Linked DNA regions of Anser cygnoides: region 2 is linked to region 1. The links are chromatin contacts, called in public Hi-C maps. All regions are on one chromosome and are shown on one strand. Each heading gives the region's core, a stretch centred on a gene start, on an enhancer-like site or on the middle of the called end of the contact. The rest is flanking DNA. Distances are from core to core; before and after follow the strand shown.

Region 1 (3,296 bases), core at 512-3,011:
GCAACTACTTTCTTTTCTGTTTGAAGCATCTTTAGAAGGATGAAATGGTATTCACGTAAGTATTTCACTTAAGGAACAAAATCTCTAGACTTGATTTAAATAGATAAATAGATAAATAAATAGATAGTGATAAGATTATCACTAAAACACTTAGATCTTGAACAAGGTAGTGGGAGAAAATCCTTTTGGCTTTTTTGTCAGCCTTGATAATATTCACTTTTCTTGCTGTTCTCTTCCATTTCTTCTTCCTCCTACAGTGTAATGAACAACATCTATTTTAGAAGAAATTTGCAGCATGATAGGCAGAACAACCTTCAAACTACCCCACACCTCTGAAGATCAATGGACTGAGTAAATGGTCCAGTATTTGTTATTTTGATTTGGCTCAGTTGAACATTGCCCTTAATATCTGTCAATTTCTTGGAAATGAAGAAAACTTGTTATTCAGAACAGGAAATCATAGATACCATCCCAGGAAATGAGGTTATCTTCCACTTAACTCTCAGCATTTCTTATTCAAGTGGAGCATGAATCATTTGCTGTAGGATGATGAAAATACAGGAAAATACTGAGTGAAGTTGAAAGCAATTTGTAAGAGAGGCTTGAAGTTTTATGGCACTGGAAATGTTAAATGTCTGTGCTTGCTCATTTGAGATCACTACATGTAATGAAACTTTTCTGAAACCCTAAAAGCATGTGGAACACAGAAGTCCACAGTGATGGTGCTCACACCCACACCTGGCTGCTCGCTCAGTGTGGGCCCGGTCAAGGCGCAGTAGCAAACTCTACCTGGAGAATCCTGCTAGGCCCTACTTCTGTCCCCCCTCCACTTAGTAACAACTTCCCCTAACTTACAGAGTGTAAGAGTTGGATTTTTTTTTTCTTTTCTGAAATCAGTTCTCAGAGAAATGTTTATTCTTCTGAGTAGTGTACCTGATGCAAAGGCGCGTGATATACTGATACTGATGCATGTACAGCGTTTATTAGCGCAGGTAGGTGAGGAAGAGTTAAAGGTTTTCATTTCATTTTCTTTGTCTGAAAAGAGCATTAAATGAGGATACTCATATCTTTTGTATATATATTTTATGATACAGTTTGTGTTTCCCCCATTATTTCAATTTCAAGCTTCAAGATAAACACCAGGGAGAGAGTGATTTTAGAGGGGTGAAAAAGGCAGATGAATTGGATTTATATCTTTGCTGTAAAATTTGGTACTTAAAAAAAATCAAACTGTGAAAAATGCCAACAATAGACAGTCTGTTCTGTTATTCAGAGGTAAAAGATAAAAGATAAGCCTCTTGGCAACCAGAAATCCATTTCAGCAGCTTCTGAAGTGTCACAGACTAGTCTGTGAAGACATTTCGTAATAACACTGATAAAGATCATGTAGTATTGAACTGATCTGCAAACATGCAAACACAGACTGAACTTATGTGTGTCATTGTGCATGTGTATTCATGAGGATTTGTGAACAAGTGGAAGGACAGCATTTCAAAAATTCTGTAGTAAAGTAAGAGGAGTTTATTGCTCATTAACTTTCTTCCTTTTTTTTTTCTGCATGTGAAGATAAATGAGATCTTAGCAAAAAAATTTCTGATTCATCAATATAGCCATTACAGGGAAAAAAAGCAAATAAGTAACGTTTTGAGCTTTGAGGTCTAAGACTTTATAAAGGGAAGGGTACAAAAGACAGTGCAGCAGTCAAGTCAGGAAAATGGCAATGAATTTTCAATGGTGTGCTTGACTTCCTTTTTCATTGTCAGTGTCTTATTCTGGAATCCATATCTTATTACTGACTGCTGATTAAATTATTCAGTGGTTATTTGAAAGTTAGCAAACAGATTTTCTCTAAATCTAAATACAATTATCACAAACATAGGAGTGGATAGGATGGTGATACGAGATGCTTTCTCATTTAAGCAGTAGCTCCAGTCTACCAGACCTCATACTTTTAAGTTACTGGCTATTCTGCCCTGTTAGAAACATGGTGATTTCACGTGTTAATAGTACCTTGGATGTAAGATGTAAATCTACTACTTAAACTGTGTGGATGTAGGCATTTTTGACAATGCTTCCTATTTGTTAGGGCAGAATAGGCTTTCACAAGAGAGAAAAGTTTGCTCATAAGGAATAAAACAGCCAATAAATGAATGGTTTGCTAATAAAGTCTACATTAATTTGTAATGTCTGAAAATGTCATTTTTTTTCCTGGTAACTTTGTAAGGGCCCTGTCAACTATGCCTTTTAGGCTGTGACTAGCAGTGAAATCTATGTGATCATCAACAAGAATAACAAACTACTTGGGCTAGTTTTAATTGAATATTTGTGGCATGTCATAAAATACAGGATAATTAGGATGCTGTTGGCTGGGCAGAATTGAGTAATTTTGGCAACACTTGATTAAGCTTTGCAGAGGAGACGAAGGGCTATTGCCACTTAGCGCATGTGATGGCAGTGTGATTAATGGAAATAGGAACCCTGGTATGGAAGGAGCGTCTTGGGCACTGTTTCTGTTGTGAGCTCAGAAGCAGGGACTGCTTAATAGTGATGGCAGGGTGATAACTTCTACAGCTTAAGGGAAGGAAATCTTTTCTCTGCTTTTCCAGTGTCTTGCATAGGTCCTCTCTGTTTCTGTGTCTTCAGCCCTGGCATCAAATTCAACTGCTAGGTCTTCTTTCAAAAAAACGGTTAGTGGAACCAATAATAGCTAAGTGACCCTGTTGAAGTCAGGTCTGTGATGTTATATATATCTGTCAGAATTTTCCTGGAAGAATGCAAATTTACAGTAAATGCAGCACTGAAAGCAAAAATATTGTTCTGTAATACATTTCTGCACAGGTCAGCATATTAAGTCAGTACATTATGAAAGCCTGGCAGCAGAGGTAGTCTTTCTCAGTCTCTTAGTCATTTTCCAGGAACATAAATGAAGATGATTTCATGTTGAGTAAAGAATAAAACATTTTTATTCTCATTTCTAGACTCTAAATAATTATTAAGTGCAATACAAAGACTGTAAGGTAATTAGCTTTTCAACCCAGTATTGACCAATAACAGATTCTACTAATGGTGGGAATTGTGTTAATGAGAAGTTTGCAAGAGAAAGATTTATATGCATTCATCATATGCAGATTTCATAACATGAGATTTTGTGTTATGAATAGAAGCTTTGAGCCAGTTACTAAGAAAATAACGAGGCTACAGTATGCAAGAATTTAGCCATGGAGGAATGAAGATTATATTCTAGGTCTCAATTTTGAGTTTCTTCTGAATGGCTTATCATGTTGTTCTTGCATGCA
Region 2 (3,296 bases), core at 332-2,831, 51 kb before region 1:
AAGTGAAGCACAAAGGGTAGAAATTTACTTCAGGATGGGGTTAGGCTTTGGCTGCTGTCCCAGGGAATTAATGAAGCATGTGTAGCTTCATGTGTAATCTGTATGGCTCCACCACCTCTCAACATGCAAGGTCAGAAAAGCATTTATGGAGACAATAATGTTTTCATGTGTGTTTTCTGCCAGAGTTAATTTCAATTCTCGCAGACATTTCAGATAGACTGGACAGTAACAGCCCGGCTTTTGGGATTGCTTGGCACTAAGGTAATGATTGAGTAACATGGGTCTGTAAGAATCTGTGTTTAGCATGGAATAGGAGAGGCTGCATATGCAGCTACAGTTTTGTGTGTTGACTTGCAGAAAGCTGTCAAGCTGCAACAATGTAAGATGCATTTAAGCTGCATGCCATTGTGTTCAGTTAACTAGATGTCTGAATTTTAGACACAGGCACTGGGATTTATCTATGATGGAGTGGTCTAGCTCCAGAACAGCTGCTGTCAGTGGAGTACGAGGTCTGGTCTTAGATGGCAAATGTTTGCATTCTGCTATATCAAGGTATTCTGGAGCATTCTTGAATTGATTTGGCACTAGCTTGGGTGTTCAATCTGTCCTTGTTTGTACAACGTAATGTACAGCAAACTGTACAAGTTCTCATTATGAAATGACAACTCAATTATTCAGGCTCTTTTGAATTTAGTACTCTTAAAAATTCAGTAAAAATAAGCTGCAGTAACCTGGAGGAAAGTGTTCAGAGTGAAGTCAGTAGGGTCATGTTTCTGAACACAGTGGGAAGGAGAATTTTCATAAAGATTTTATGGACCCCAGGAACACATTTTGTTCTTGAACTAAGACTTAATGTGCGATACATCTGTGAATTTGTTGTAGGTACTGCTTGACAGTAGGCTTTTTTTTTCTGTATAATTTGCAGTCTGTAGTCTTTCCTGTTACAGAGTGGAATTTTGGGTGAAGTAGTAGGTACCACGTTGCTTGTTCACTATGGAGTCCAGAGATACATTCGGTATCACTGGATCTCTGCTTTCATTTTCCTTGTTGGTTGTGTTTGGGCTGGCTTTTGGGGTTTCCTCTAGTTGTCAGACTTGTGTTACCTTTCTTTAAAGAGTCATTAAGGCAGGGATTCTCACTGTCTGTCATGGGACACCACAGTCTTGCACACGAAAGATTGGATTTTTTCAAAATTACAGAAGTGCAGAATTTTAAATTGACAAAGTTACAGAATCACAGAATCACAGAATCGTCTAGGTTGGAAGGGACCTCCAAGATCATCTAGTCCAACCTCAGCCCTAACACTAACAAGTCCTCCACTAAACCATATCACTAAGGGCTACATCCAAACGTCTTTTAAAGACCTCCAGGGATGGCAACTCAACCACCTCCATGGGCAGCCCATTCCAATGCCTAACAACCCTTTCAGTAAAGAAGTTCTTCCTAATATCCAACCTAAACCTCCCCTGGCGCAACTTTAACCCATTCCCCCTCGTCCTGTCACCAGGCATGTGGGAGAATAGACCAACCCCCACCTCTCTACAGCCTCCTTTAAGGTACCTATAGACAGCGATGAGGTCTCCCCTGAGCCTCCTCTTCTCCAGGCTGAACAACCCCAGCTCCCTCAGCCGCTCCTCGTAAGACTTGTTCTCCAGACCCCTCACCAGCTTCGTTGCCCTTCTCTGGACTCTCTCGAGCACCTCCATGTCCTTCTTGTAGCAAGGGGCCCAAAACTGAACACAGTACTCAAGGTGCGGCCTCACCAGAGCAGAGTACAGGAGGACAATCACTTCCCTAGACCTGCTGGCCACACTGCTTCTTACGCAAGCCAGGGTGCTGTTGGCCGCCTTGGCCACCTGAGCACACTGCTGGCTCATATTCAGCTGACTATCAACCAGTACTCCCAGGTCCTTCTCTGCCAGGCAGCTTTCTAACCACTCACCTCCCAGCCTGTAGCGCTGCTTGGGGTTGTTACGCCCCAGGTGCAGGACCCGGCACTTGGCCTTGTTGAACTTCATGCAGTTGACCTCAGCCCATCGGTCCAGCCTATCCAGATCAAAGTTCATTTTTAGGCAGTTAATAGTTGATCACAACAATCAACAAGTTAACTCAGACCAATATGTTAAACTAAAAATAGTAAAACGCTGTGTAAATAAAGTTGCCTAGTTGTATTATTAATGTATCACATGAACTCTGTATTCTTAGTAGTGTGGAGGACAGAGTTGGGAGTGTGTCCTACTTCATCACGTTTGAATTGATAAACAAGAAATCAGGCACCATCCTGGCCTGTGAAGAACAGAACTCATTCAAATTAACTTGGTGGAATGTTCTGCTTTCGGTGAGCTTTGAAACGCAGAGGCCATTTACAACCACGATTGCTAACACAAGGAGGCTGTATAGGAGTTATACTGGAATTTTTTTTTCAATCTGGAGGGCATCAAGGAGGCTGAGTGGTAATGGAGTTTTTAGCACCAACTGCTATATTCTGCTCAGTGTTTTCAGGCAGCAGCCATTTTACTGTAAACATTGGCTGAAGAGCAGTTCTGAACATGAACTGGCAAAAATGGATAAATCTATGCCAAGCACAGGCTCACAGCTCTTAGAAGAACAGGTAATGGTGAGGTTAATGCTTTTGTGTTGTGTTACTAAAGTTAGTGAAATTTCAGCAACAAAACAAATTCAGAGGTTGAGGTACTCTCTTCATCCCATTTGATATTCACAACTTTTGTTCTTTGGCTATTTTGCTGCTTGCTGCATTGCTAGTGGGAGTGATGGAACAGACTCTTTCATTTAAAATGAGTTTAAGGTATAGGCAAGGTACATCCTGCAATGAAAAATTAATAAATAAATAAATGCAATGATGCTGGAAAACTGCTGAGGAAGTGAAGTTGGAATATTTGACTCAGTTTGAATGTGATTTTTTTATTTTTTTTATTTTTTTTTAGCAATTGATGGCTGGTAAATTTTTCAGCAACAGATTGTACTGTGGAATTTACCAGCCATCAATACCCAAAGTCATAATGAGATTTGATATCTATTGCACTGACGAGCATTAACAACTGCTTTGGAATAGGATAAATCCCTAACAATTTTATTATCCTTACAACTCTGCAGAATCTGAATCAAAGCTGATCGCTGATGTCACAATATTGCAGCAACTCTATCATGTCTGCTTATCAATGGATTTTTACTTCAACCTGAGTCAGAGCAGTGGAACCATCTTTGAAATCAAGATATAGCTTGAATCAATCTAAAGGTAGTCAAGCTCTCAAGTAAGTTTGTTCCATCATGATCAT

Evidence for each region. A called contact is a pair of places that touch in the nucleus more often than the background predicts.
Region 2: a contact with region 1 is called in a Hi-C map of liver, with 2.2 times the contacts expected there. The contact joins the promoter of FOXI1 here to the enhancer-like site in region 1. A contact is called at or near these places in 3 of 7 Hi-C or Micro-C datasets (granulosa cells and liver).

Annotation. Positions count from the first base shown.
Region 1 is chr14:14,920,581-14,923,876 of Taihu_goose_T2T_genome, reverse strand. The region is part of intron 2 of C14H5orf58 (chromosome 14 C5orf58 homolog); the gene reads left to right. Among named protein-coding and RNA genes, the nearest start is that of C14H5orf58, 20 kb to the left of the region's middle. Within about 2 kb of position 1,761, at least 2 of the 3 cell types and tissues checked have open chromatin away from gene starts, as enhancers often do. A contact at or near this core is called in liver, where this site is marked.
Region 2 is chr14:14,971,666-14,974,961 of Taihu_goose_T2T_genome, reverse strand. It overlaps FOXI1 (forkhead box I1), which reads left to right and starts at 1,581. Exons shown (of 3, transcript XM_066977089.1): 1 at 1,581-3,296.